Linked DNA regions of Gossypium hirsutum: region 1 is linked to region 2. A link is a contact called in public Hi-C data. All regions are on one chromosome and are shown on one strand. Each heading gives the region's core, a stretch centred on a gene start, on an enhancer-like site or on the middle of the called end of the contact. The rest is flanking DNA. Distances are from core to core; before and after follow the strand shown. Region 1 holds the start of LOC107897549. Region 2 holds the start of LOC107897553 (E3 ubiquitin-protein ligase MIEL1).

Region 1 (5,977 bases), core at 1,175-3,674, 270 kb before region 2:
TTAACCAGCGAAGTTCACTTCCAATGGGGAAATTTTGTTGCATGGAATCTGATGATGGTGGTGGCTTAGATTTCACTGGTCTTCTCATTGTTTTAGTCATAGCCGTAGCTCTCATGGCAGTCTGCCTGCAGCAACCGCGACCTACCGGTTATACTGTCTACCGTTACCATTGAAAAGCTTCGGTTCGAGCTCCATTGTCTCTTTTGACTGTGCCCCATTGCAGGTAAGGTCTTCGAGGCAGCATTTGTATGAACTTGAAGCTCTTTTTGCCTATTGTATTTCATAAAAACATGCTGTTGGGTTGATTTTTTTTGTATTTTCTTCAGATTTTAGGTGTTGTTTTTTAACAATCTGAATTGTTGTTTGAAATCTGATAAATTGTTGTTTCATGTTCTTGTCTCTATCAATCAAACACGAGTCCGAGTAACCTAAGCTTATAATATTGAATTCCAAGAGTGTGAAGGCTAGTAAAAGATCAAATAATTGCAAATAAAATTGATAAAAGAAAGTTATATATTAGTCTGCAATAGATCTATATAAATATTAACTTACATAAACATTGTACATCTGCAGATCATTTATTCATAGTTTTCCCTGTAAAAATACCATGAAGTTCCTATACCAAGTGTCAGATTACATTTTGATCCCTCTACACAAAAAATAAATAAATTAGTCCTTGTACACTATATCAAATAGCAAATTGGTCATTTTTATTAAAATTTTCATTCATTTCTACTGTTAAAAATTGGTATCACTAAAAAATAATCAAAGGGTGACATGCCACTTGTTCCTTATACAGTCGTACAAAGACCAATTTTTAACGATAAAATCGATTGAATTTTTAACAGAATCATCAATTTACTTTTTAATCTAACATACAGTGATTAATTTATCCATTTTTTGAGTAAAAGGGACAAACTATAATCTGAAAGGGACAAACTATAATCTGACTCTTAATACAAAGACCTCTATGATTCTTTTACCTTATTCTCCCCATTGTTTAAACTGGTGCTTGCGAGCTTTGATTAGGCCCAGGGATTGCTTCTGGAACTAACAATGGATATCTGAACTTGTAAAACCTCATGAATGGCTCCTCGTTGAAGCACCCCCAGCCCGTCTAAATCGTCTTTTGACGATGCAAGATCTTCTAGAGAGAGACATCGAAAATGGAATTCATCCCGCATACGGAATCCATAGAACCATCTGCCGAGCTTCCACCATTTGATACAAATTTGGCGGTTTTTAATGTTGCTACTCTTGAGCGCTTCCATGACATCCGAAGCCTGCTTGGTATCATTCATAATTTTTTTAGTTCTAACATGTGTAGCATTAACATATCTAGAAATACAGATTCAAAATCTATAGAGAAACCATTATCTAAAAGCAGCCACGCTGGTTTAGCTTTCAGCTGCGCTTGTGACCATCTAAGAACACTAATTCCACGATGTAAACAAAACAAGCATACAAGAAAAAAATGCATGAAAAATACATAAAGCATGAAAAGTTACCGGCACTTTAAGGATGTTAAGGCAGTAATGAAGTCCAACCAGGTTAAGCAAAACATTCAGCTTTGGTTTGAGCAGCAACATTTGAACATCTTTAAACCCGAACCCCATCAATTTCTGGCATTCAATCGCTTTCAGATAGTCGTTGACCTGGATTGATTCGGATTGCAAACAATTTTCTACAAATTTAATAACCGAATCAGCTTGATCCTTCATCTCCTTGTGCTGCTTTATGTAAAATCCCCTCCAACCCTAGCATCATTTTTAATTTTTTTTTCTCAACAATTTTCATATCAATACAAACAATTGAATTTGCCTAACATATTTAATTACATTTATTTACTTCAACACTAACAGTTTCAACTTGAATGATAAACCGCAAAAGAACTCGAAACACCCATTGCAATTAAGCCAAAACCAACAATTCCAAAGCTAAATTACCATAAATAAAACTTAAAAAAAAAACACCTTGAAGTCGGGGACTTTCAAGACATCTTCATATAAAAGAGGCCATCTTTGTTTAAATAAGGGTTCCCATAAACAATCGGAGCCCCATAAATCCCTCCACACCCGAGAACAACAACTCAAGCAGGAAAGATCAGTCACCTAAAAACCAGACGACCCGGAAACCATGTTTAGATTCCACCGATACCCAGAAAGAAGAAAAGAAAGGATGGAAATGAAGAGGAAGCAAATTACCTCAAGGGAAGAAGCAATTTTGAGAGCTACATCGTTTGGGATTGAACTGTATGTATAATCAGATTCATTCATGGTTTTTTTGTTATCGGCTAAAACTGAAAAATAAAAATTAATGATTGATAAAATAATTTTATTTTTGGTATGGGAATTTGTTTTCTTCTTCAAGTGAATATTGAAGTTAAGAATCAGATAGTTATACCTATTATTGACTCCTATAATAACAATATGAATGAAACAGCGTCGTTTCAGCTTTCAACTACAAGATTTGTCCCTGGGCTCAAATGGTCTTTTTGGGCCTAATATTTATAACACTACATATACATATATAAAAAGGCCTTTTCATTTCTTGGCCACAGACAGCCCATTGGGCCCAGGGACTAAGAAAGAAAGTTTGAAAAGTTAGGGGGATGAAATTAATATTTATCACTATCTATGGAGAAAACGAGCAATTCTATATAATTCTTTTATCAGCTGGGGCTATCATCAATGTTATCCACCACCAATCTTCATTAGATTTTTCTTTTAGCTGGAGGAACTTTACTGGCCATGGAAACCTCCAATCTTGTTCATCATTCACCTCAAATGTTCCCACATTTTCTTTCCCTTTCTGTCTTTAATTTTGAGTGACAAAGACCAGTTTCCCCAGATTTCTCTTCTTAGGTAAAAGAAAATGTCACTTTGTTTATCTTTCAATGCCTTCACTGTTCACTCACCAAAGTCCCGAACTCACAAAACACGTTTCAGTTCTCAGTTCATCAATCAAATCCAGGTAAAACCAGCTAGTTTTACTTCAAAATCAATACCCTTTAATGTAGAAAGGTTTAAACTTGTTAAAGCTTTAGCAACAAAGCCTGTTGAAACAGCTGTATCAGCTTCATTTAGAAACAAGAACCCAAAAGACATCAATGTTTTGGTGGTGGGTTCTACCGGTTATATGGGGAAATTTGTGGTGAAAGAGTTGGTCAATAGAGGGTTTAATGTTATAGCCATTGCTAGGGAAAGAAGTGGGATTAGAGGCAAAAACAGCAAGGAAGATACTTTGAGTGATTTAAATGGAGCTAATGTATGTTTCTCTGATGTCACCAATTTCGACATTTTGGAGAATTCTGTGAAAAATTTAGGGTTTCCCATTGATGTTGTTGTCTCTTGTCTTGCTAGCCGTACTGGTGGTGTTAAGGATTCATGGAAAATTGATTACGAAGCTACAAAGAACAGCCTTGTCGCTGGTAAGAAATTTGGGGCTTCACATTTTGTGTTGCTATCTGCCATTTGTGTCCAAAAACCCCTCCTCGAATTCCAGCGAGCTAAGCTGAAATTTGAGGCCGAATTGATGAAAGAAGCCGAAGGAGATGACGGGTTTACTTACAGTATTGTTAGGCCAACTGCATTCTTTAAGAGTTTAGGGGGTCAAGTTGACTTAGTGAAAGATGGAAAGCCTTATGTGATGTTTGGTGATGGCAAATTATGTGCTTGTAAGCCAATTAGTGAACAAGATTTGGCTTCCTTCATTTCAGATTGTGTTTTGAAAGAGGATAAGATTAATCAGATTTTGCCGATAGGCGGTCCGGGGAAGGCATTGACACCACTGGAGCAAGGGGAGATGTTGTTTAAGCTTGTAGGGAAGGAACCAAAGTTCTTGAAAGTGCCTATTGGGATCATGGACTTTGCCATTGGGATTCTCGACTTCCTTGTTAAGATCTTCCCTTCAATGGAAGATGCCGCCGAGTTCGGTAAAATCGGGAGATATTACGCTGCCGAAAGTATGTTGATTTTGGATCCCGAAACCGGAGAATACAGTGCCGAGAAAACACCAAGCTATGGAACCAATACGTTGGAAGAGTTCTTCGCGAGAGTGCTGAGGGAAGGGATGGCTGGTCAGGAATTAGGTGAACAATCCATCTTTTGAAAGCTGATTGCTTCATTGAATGAACCAGTTTTGTATTAGAACATGACTTGAGGTATAAGCAGCTTTCCCTAACCTTAAAAAACATCTAAAACTAGTGAATCCCACATTGTATTTGTAAAGATTTTACCTTGGAAACTGCCATTGTTATGGAATATAAAGAATTGTTTCTATTGTCTTAATTGTGTGCAACATGAATGATCTTTTACTTCTATCTGTACCATCATAAAAACATGAAAATTTTGTGTATTTTCTAAATGGAAGATGATATTCAAAGGAAATCAAGAAGGAAGAACACTCCAAGAAGCAAGAGACACACAATCAAAAGAAATCACTTTAGTGCATGTTTTTTTATCTTTCTCTTATAAATATTTTAGAGAGCATCATTCTTACACATTGTAAACACCTACTTTAAAGATAGTTCTTTTGTTTAAACCAAACACCCTTACCTTTGTACAAGGGAAATGTTTTCTAGTTGAGCCATAAAATTACGGTGGCTCTATCTTAGCCATTATAAAAAGATAAAAAAAGTTTCTTATCTTACCTTAAGTAAAATATAGAGGATTTAAAGAATATACATTGTTATTGAAAGCTAGTTATTCATATAGTGAATTAATAAAATCTTTAACGGGTACACCTAAAGTAGTGGAAGAAGACGTTCGAGGCTCAAGCACTAGAAATTGATTATATCAATCTTTTCTACTATTTTTCTTATTTTAGAAGAAGAATTTTAAAATCCCAATTTATCTCCTATTAATATTTTTGAACAAACAAAATTCAATAAATATCATTGTAACATCCCGATTTTCGGCCTAGTCGGAACAGTAATTTCGGAACCACAAATCCAAAATTGTAAAATTATTTTAATATTAATTTTAGTGTTTATAGCATGTGAATATGTATGTGTAAACATTTCATGAGCTAATTTTTTTTGTTTAATAGCTCAATTTGAGGAAAAAAACTAAATCGCGTAAAATGCGAAAGTTGCATTCTATTAGCTAAAGGTGTTAAATAGCTATGAACTTAAAAGTTGAGGTCCTTAATGAGTAATTAGGCCATTATATATGTGTATGGCTGTACATGAAGAGTAATAAATGAAAAATCAAAAAGTCAAAAATTGAGTAGATTTGGTATTTGATGACATTAGCTAAATGAATAAAAAAAATAAAACTAGAGTCATCTTTCTTCTCCATCTTTTCCACTGAAAATTGAAGTGAAAAACCCCCATGGGACCTTGAAAATTTTCAGCGCAATAAACCCCTACATGTAAGTCATTTTGATGATTATTTTTGTTGATTTTTGTGTTTTTTGGAACCCTTATAGCTTAATCTAACTAATGAAGGGACTATTTTACATTATGGTTGAAAGTTTAAGGTTTTGCCATGAGAGCATTAATGTTGTTTACTAAATTTTTATGGAATAAAATGAATCTTGGTTGTTAAATAAACAACTTTTTTTAAGTGATTTTCATGAAAACACCTAAAGAGGACCTTTTTGTAAAAGTTGTAAAATAGGTGGTAAATGTGTAGAATGACTGAAATTGTGAGCTGTTATAAGTTTAATAAAGGTTCGACTAGGCTTCGGTAGTGAGGAAATTTGATAAAAATCATTTTACGATCCTAGAGGCTAAATTATAATTATGTGAAAGTTTAGGGACAAAATTGTAATTTTTCCAAAATATGATTTATGGGCTATTTTTAATAATGTGATAATTAAATAAGTGGAATTTACTATTATAGATCAAGAAAAATGGAGTTCGGGCCTAGATCGAGGAAAGAGCAAGATCTTGGACTAAATCGAACTAGTTGTCCATATTTTGTACCGAGGTAAGTTTGTGAGTGATTGATACAACTTTTTATTATGAATTTAG
Region 2 (5,844 bases), core at 84-2,583:
TATAAAGGTGTTAAGTACATACCGCACTTTTTGCAATGAAAAAAGTTATCACGACCTCCGACTCTGTATCAAAAATCATTCGATTAAGTCTCATAGCTTGAATTCAAGCAATCAAGACGAAAATAACAGCCATATATACTTAAAACTTGGTAACTAACCTGCAGATCCCACAATCATGGCAATGAAAGTGCTCCTTCTCGGTCTGCGTTAGATGTAACCGAACGGTAAACATTAATGGAAAAAATAAACATTATATAGTAAAACACACAAGGATCAAACGCCCATCCATTCCTTATATCTTAAGCTAATGTTTATCAACTATTTCATTAGTTATATCTTGAAAAAACTTAAGTACTTACATCATCATCAAAGAACATGCAAATTGCACAGAAATATTCTCCCATGTTGACGCCACAATTTGAACAAAGTTGAGCGACCTACACAACATAAAAAACCAACACCCAAAGTGAAAACATAAACCAAAGAAAAGGGTCCTTTTGTGTCTTAAAAGATACAAATCTGAAACACAAACCGGCTGCTCTGTGTCACAAACCGAACAAATAACCTACACAGAAACAAATTGGCACAAATGATTAACTTGAAAAGAGAAAGACAATAAATTGAAAGAAAAGAAAAACACAGCGATTTTCAATTTCGTACTTGTTTAACGCCTTGGCGAACAATCTCGTGCCTGTCCATGGGGTTCTTTAACAAGCTCTGAAGAACCAATAAGTGAATCCAAATACAATGAATACCCAGAACAAGAAATTGCATAAACAGTCAGAAACGTGGGAGCTTTCAGCTTAAAACATAGAAAAAAAAGGGGGGGGAATGCAGAAAAAATGCTGAAAACGAATACCGAAGCCTCATTGTGGCAATGGCGACACCAGAAAACCTCGTTGCAACATGGAGCTCGAATCTTACATCTCCTCCTATAATGTTGGCATCTATAAAAGGAAAAAAACAAACAAACCCAATGAATCATTGATGGAAAAGACCCCCAAAAAAACAAAAAAGGGATAAGAAGAAAGAAGAGATACCCATATCCCATCTTCCCAAAATGAAGGCGTTCATTGGCTGAAGAGGCCTCCATCTCCAGGAGAATTGGAAGACAAATTTTGTTCTTTTCTTCTTGGATTATCCAGAGGAAACCAAGAAAGAAGAGGGGGTTTCCTGAATTGGGAAGATGGGATTTAAATTTTCTTGGATTGTCGTGGATTCTTAAATGAAGAGAAAAGAACCCCAACCCCGCCTTCAAAGGGCCACTCGTTTATATAAAAATATAAAAATATAACAATAGCTATCTTACATTAAAAGGCAATAGTAATTGAATACCCAAAAAAAGAAAAAGGCAATAGTAATTATTGAATAATAGAAATAATGAGATTCTGTTGGGAGAGAGAGACAAAGGATAAGGTGGGGGGAGTGCCTGCCAGTGATGACTAAGAGAGAGGGACCAGTTGCCGCAGTGTCAGCGAATCGTGTTTCAGTCCGTAATTTTTCTTTTTGGGGGCATTTTAACAATCATGTGCAAGTCGCTTTTTGTTTCCATTCAACTTGAAGCTGAATCCAAAAATTGTTCTTCCTTCATATCAATTGATTAAACTTAAAACCTGAATTATGGTTTTCCTTATTGCATTATCCAAAGAAAAACATGAATAACAGGTTGAGTATTTTTCAGAAAAAAATTTAGATTCAAAATGTTAGAGATGATATTGTTGAGAGATATGAATAGTAAAATAGAAATTAAGGATAAAAAAATTTAAACTCTACTAAATTAAAATACATTGATTACATTTTCAATTTAATTTGCAATTTAACTTTTCTTATTTATATAATATTATTACTATCATTAATCTCATATTTTAGTTTAATAAGTTAAAAAAAGGAATCTTTTAGTGATAAATTAATGAAAAAAAAATTGATAAATATAATTTCCTTTTTAAGTGACATAAAAAACTTTTGAGCTTTGGATTAAATTAAAAATTACGTCAGCTCGACTAATGAACTTTTAAATATATTTAAATTTAGGCATAATAAACCCTAACTTAAGCATTAAAGTAAAATTAGTTTAATTCAAATTTTATTTATTTTAACAAATTATTTATGAGCAGTAGAGTTCACGTTGATGGTCACAAAACACAATAATAATTATTATTGCAATTCTTATTATATTCTTGGAAACTAATGATTTAGAATACAATTGTATGTTTAAAAATAACATCTAATCTAGAGTATGTTTATATTCTTTCTCTTATTTATATAGTTTTTTATGTTGATGGTACCTAATCTAAAAATTTTCTCTTGAAATTGTCAAGGGTGTGCTAGTAGAAATTTTTTTCAGGCCTTCCGCGAATATAATTTGGAGCATAGTCCAAATATTGTATGTCTGGTTGAACCTAGAGTAAGCGGTAAAAAAACCAATTTTATTATTGAACAATTGGGCTTCAATTCTTCTCATCGGGTTGAAGCTGTATGGAAGGATTCTTTTAGAATTCGCATTATGTAGTAACCATCCTCAATTTATTTCCCGTAGCGTTGACAATTTTATTTTAAATAAGTCTCTTTTAATCACTTTTGTTTATGGTAGCCCTGACAGGTTGAAACGCAAGCTCCTTTGGGATAGTTTAAAATTTGTATCTCTAGTCTAGCCTATTCCTTGGCTCATCATGGGGGATTTTAACGCTATTTTATCTCCTGCAGATAAGAAAAGCCCTTTTAATATAGGTAAACGCTATGAATTTTTTTGTAATTTCGTTGACTCTTGTGCTTTGCAGGATTTAGGGTTTCGTGGACCCTCCTTCACATGACAATGCGGTGGTACTTTTGTAAGATTGGATCGGGCTTTAGCAAATGATGATTGGATGCTAACTTTTCTGCAGTGCTTGGTTCACTCGTACTAAATCTAAACATCAGCCTCTTTTGCTATCCACTAGTCCGAATCATGGCGTTCCTAAAGGAAGACCTTTCAGATTTTTAGCAGGATGGATGCAGCATAAATCTTTCCCCACATTTGTTAAAGATAAGTGGAATTTTGTTGGTAATATGGTTGATTCTCTTAATAATTTTACTTTTTCTGTTAAACTTTAGAATAGGGATGTGTATGGTTTTTTGGGTGTTTGAAAACATCTCCTTTTGAGATCACTTAGTAATATTCAAAAGGCCATTAACCATTTTTCATCTAGTCAGCTCAGAAAGAATTGGAAGTTCGTGATGAATTGGAAAACATCCTTGACCATGAAGACTTACTTTGGAGACAAAAGGCTCATTGTGACTAGTTGCAGTTAGGAGATAAAAACACAAAATTCTATCATAGTCGCACGATTAAGAGAAGGAAATTCAATCGCATTTCTACCTTACATATAGATGGTGGAGATTGGTGTTCTGATCAAGATATCTTACAATCTAAAGCGGTAGAATTCTTTGAAAGGCTGTATGGCGAGACTCCCCCTATTTTAAGAGGTATGCCTTGTTTTGGTTTTCCTAACCTTACTCTTTCAGAAATCTCTTTTTTGGAAGCTGAAGTCACAGATGAGGAAATCAAAAGGGCACTTTTTGATATGGCGCCTCTAAAAGCGCCTGGTAGTGATGGATATAATGCCCTCTTTTTTCAAAGTTAGTGGGATACTCTTGGTAGAGATGTGTGTCAATGGGTCAAAGAGGTCTTCTCTGGAAGACAAATTGATCAGGAACTGAATAACACGCTGATTGTCTTAATTCCCAAAAAAGAGAATCCTGAAGATTTCAGCCAATTTCGGCCCATTAGCTTGTGCTCTGTGCTTTACAAGTTGGTGATGAAAGTGATCGCTAATAGGTTTAAGGTGATTTTTCCCAAGCTAATCTCCCAGGAAAACTGGTTTTATAGCTGGCCGGAATATTTCAGACAACATTATTCTTGCTCAGGAGGTTATTCACTCCATGCGGTGTAAGCGGAAAGGGAAAAACTGGATGGCCGTTAAGTTAGACTTGGAAAAAGCATATGACAGAGTTAGCTGGGAGATACTTCTTTGAATGCAGCCAGAATCCCTATTTTTTTTTTGCGTAAAGTGATCATGTCAGCTATTTCGTCCTCTTCTATGCAGATCCTTTGGAATAGTGTGCCTACTCGTAAGTTTAAATCAGTTAGAGGAATCCGTCAAGGATGCGCTCTGTTGCCATACCTATTTGTTCTCTGCATAGAATGGTTGGGGCACATTATTCGCATGAAAATGGAGTTAGGTAATTGGGAATTAATTCGGTTATCACGCAATAGCCCTAATATCTCTCATTTATTTTTTGCGGATGACCTTGTTATCTTTTGTAAAGCTTATCTTGATCAAGCTCGGCTGTTCGATTCCATCCTTAAGCAGTTTTGTGAGACTTCGAGGCATCGAATTAGCATTAGGAAGAGTAGTATCTTCTTTTCCAAGATTACATCAAGTGATGTTCACAATCAAATTATTCAAATGTTTGGTTTTCAAGAAGTTTAGAATTTAGGTAAGTATTTAGGTGTGCCTCTCCTTCATGAAAGGTTTATCAAAAATACTCTAAGCTTTATGGTGGATAAGATAAGGCAAAAACTACAGAGTTGGGATGCTAGGACGCTATCCATGGCAGGGAAAATCACCTTAGCACAATCAGTTCTTCTTTTTATGCCAAATTTTTTATGAAGTCTCTGATGATTCCGAGAGGTGTCTGCTTGTAGATTGAAAAGTTGGTTAGATATTTTATTTGGGGTCGCACTGAAGGTCATCCTAAAATGTCTTTAGTTGGATGGGACTCCATTTGTCAGCCTCGGGCTTGAGGTGGTCCTGGTTTCAGAAATTTAGAAGATTAGAATAAGCCTTTTCTTATGAAAATAGGGTTTAGTCTTGTCTACAAAAGTGATGTTCTATGGGTTCGTGTCCTTCACTCCAAGTATAGTTGGAAAGATCAGATACTGGATTCGATTAGTAGGAATCAATGTTCCCATTTATGGAGAGCTCTTGCTAAGATATGGTCGTTATTCCATGAAAATTTAATTTGGTCTCTTGGTGATAGCTCTACTATCCGGTGTTGGAAGAATCTTTTGATTCCAGGTATGGGTTCTCTATTTTCTAAAATTCCATCTTTTACTAACCTTGATCTTAACTGTCATGTTAGGGAGTTCATAAATTCAGATGGAAGTTGGAATTTGGATCTGTTTCGTGTTTGGCTTTCTCAAGAAGTGATTTGCAGGATTATTAGTATTCCTCCCCCGCATTCTAACTCTGGATCAGACAGGGTGATATGGGTTCGGTCATCTTCGAGAGCCTTTTCGATTCGTAGTGCTTATTGGGCCTTAAAAGAACCTTACTGGAATTCTCTAGACGAGAATTGGAAGTCTATCTGGAAATATCCGGAGCCACAGAGAGTCAGATTTTTTCTCTTGTTGGCTTCTCAACAAAAACTCCTTACCAATTCCGAACGCGTAAGAAGAGGGATTGGGCACAGCACTTCGTGCGCTTTGTGTGGGTATGAAATTGAAGATTTGTCTCATGTTCTCCGAGACTGCTCCTTTGCAAAGGATGTATGGATGCTTGTTCTTCCAGAGCAACTCAAACAAAGGTTCTTTTCTACCACTTTTTCTAATTGGTTTTCACTTAACCTTTGTTTTCATAAAAGATTGCATGATAGTGGACTTTCTTGGCCATGTTTATTTGGATTAATTGCCTGGCACATATGGAAGAATAGAAATATTTTTATCTTCTAGAATACCACATAGACAGCATATGACGTGGTCAAAAGCTCCAGTTGTTGGGCGCGGCAATACGAAGCAAGCATGGGAATCAATAAAAGGAGTACACAAAGTTCTAATTCAACAAAATTCTCAAATAATACGTGGGT

The links. Hi-C and Micro-C count contacts between places; a contact is called where the count stands out from the background.
Region 1: a Hi-C map of leaf shows a contact between it and region 2, with 2.3 times the contacts expected there. The contact joins the promoter of LOC107897549 here to the promoter of LOC107897553 in region 2. A contact is called at or near these places in 4 of 34 Hi-C or Micro-C datasets (callus and leaf).

The regions. Positions count from the first base shown.
Region 1 is chrA10:22,099,519-22,105,495 of Gossypium_hirsutum_v2.1, reverse strand. It overlaps LOC107897549, which reads right to left and starts at 2,424. Exons shown (of 4, transcript XM_016823036.2): 1 at 2,205-2,424; 2 at 1,974-2,111; 3 at 1,509-1,757; 4 at 496-1,283. The coding sequence starts at 2,276. The coding sequence ends at 1,026. LOC107895769 (divinyl chlorophyllide a 8-vinyl-reductase, chloroplastic) reads left to right here and starts at 2,653. Exons shown (of 1, transcript XM_041078985.1): 1 at 2,653-4,289. The coding sequence starts at 2,875. The coding sequence ends at 4,110.
Region 2 is chrA10:21,832,465-21,838,308 of Gossypium_hirsutum_v2.1, reverse strand. LOC107897553 (E3 ubiquitin-protein ligase MIEL1) reads right to left here and starts at 1,333. Exons shown (of 12, transcript XM_016823040.2): 1 at 1,041-1,333; 2 at 860-947; 3 at 661-717; 4 at 533-565; 5 at 360-437; 6 at 159-202; 7 at 23-63. The coding sequence starts at 1,093.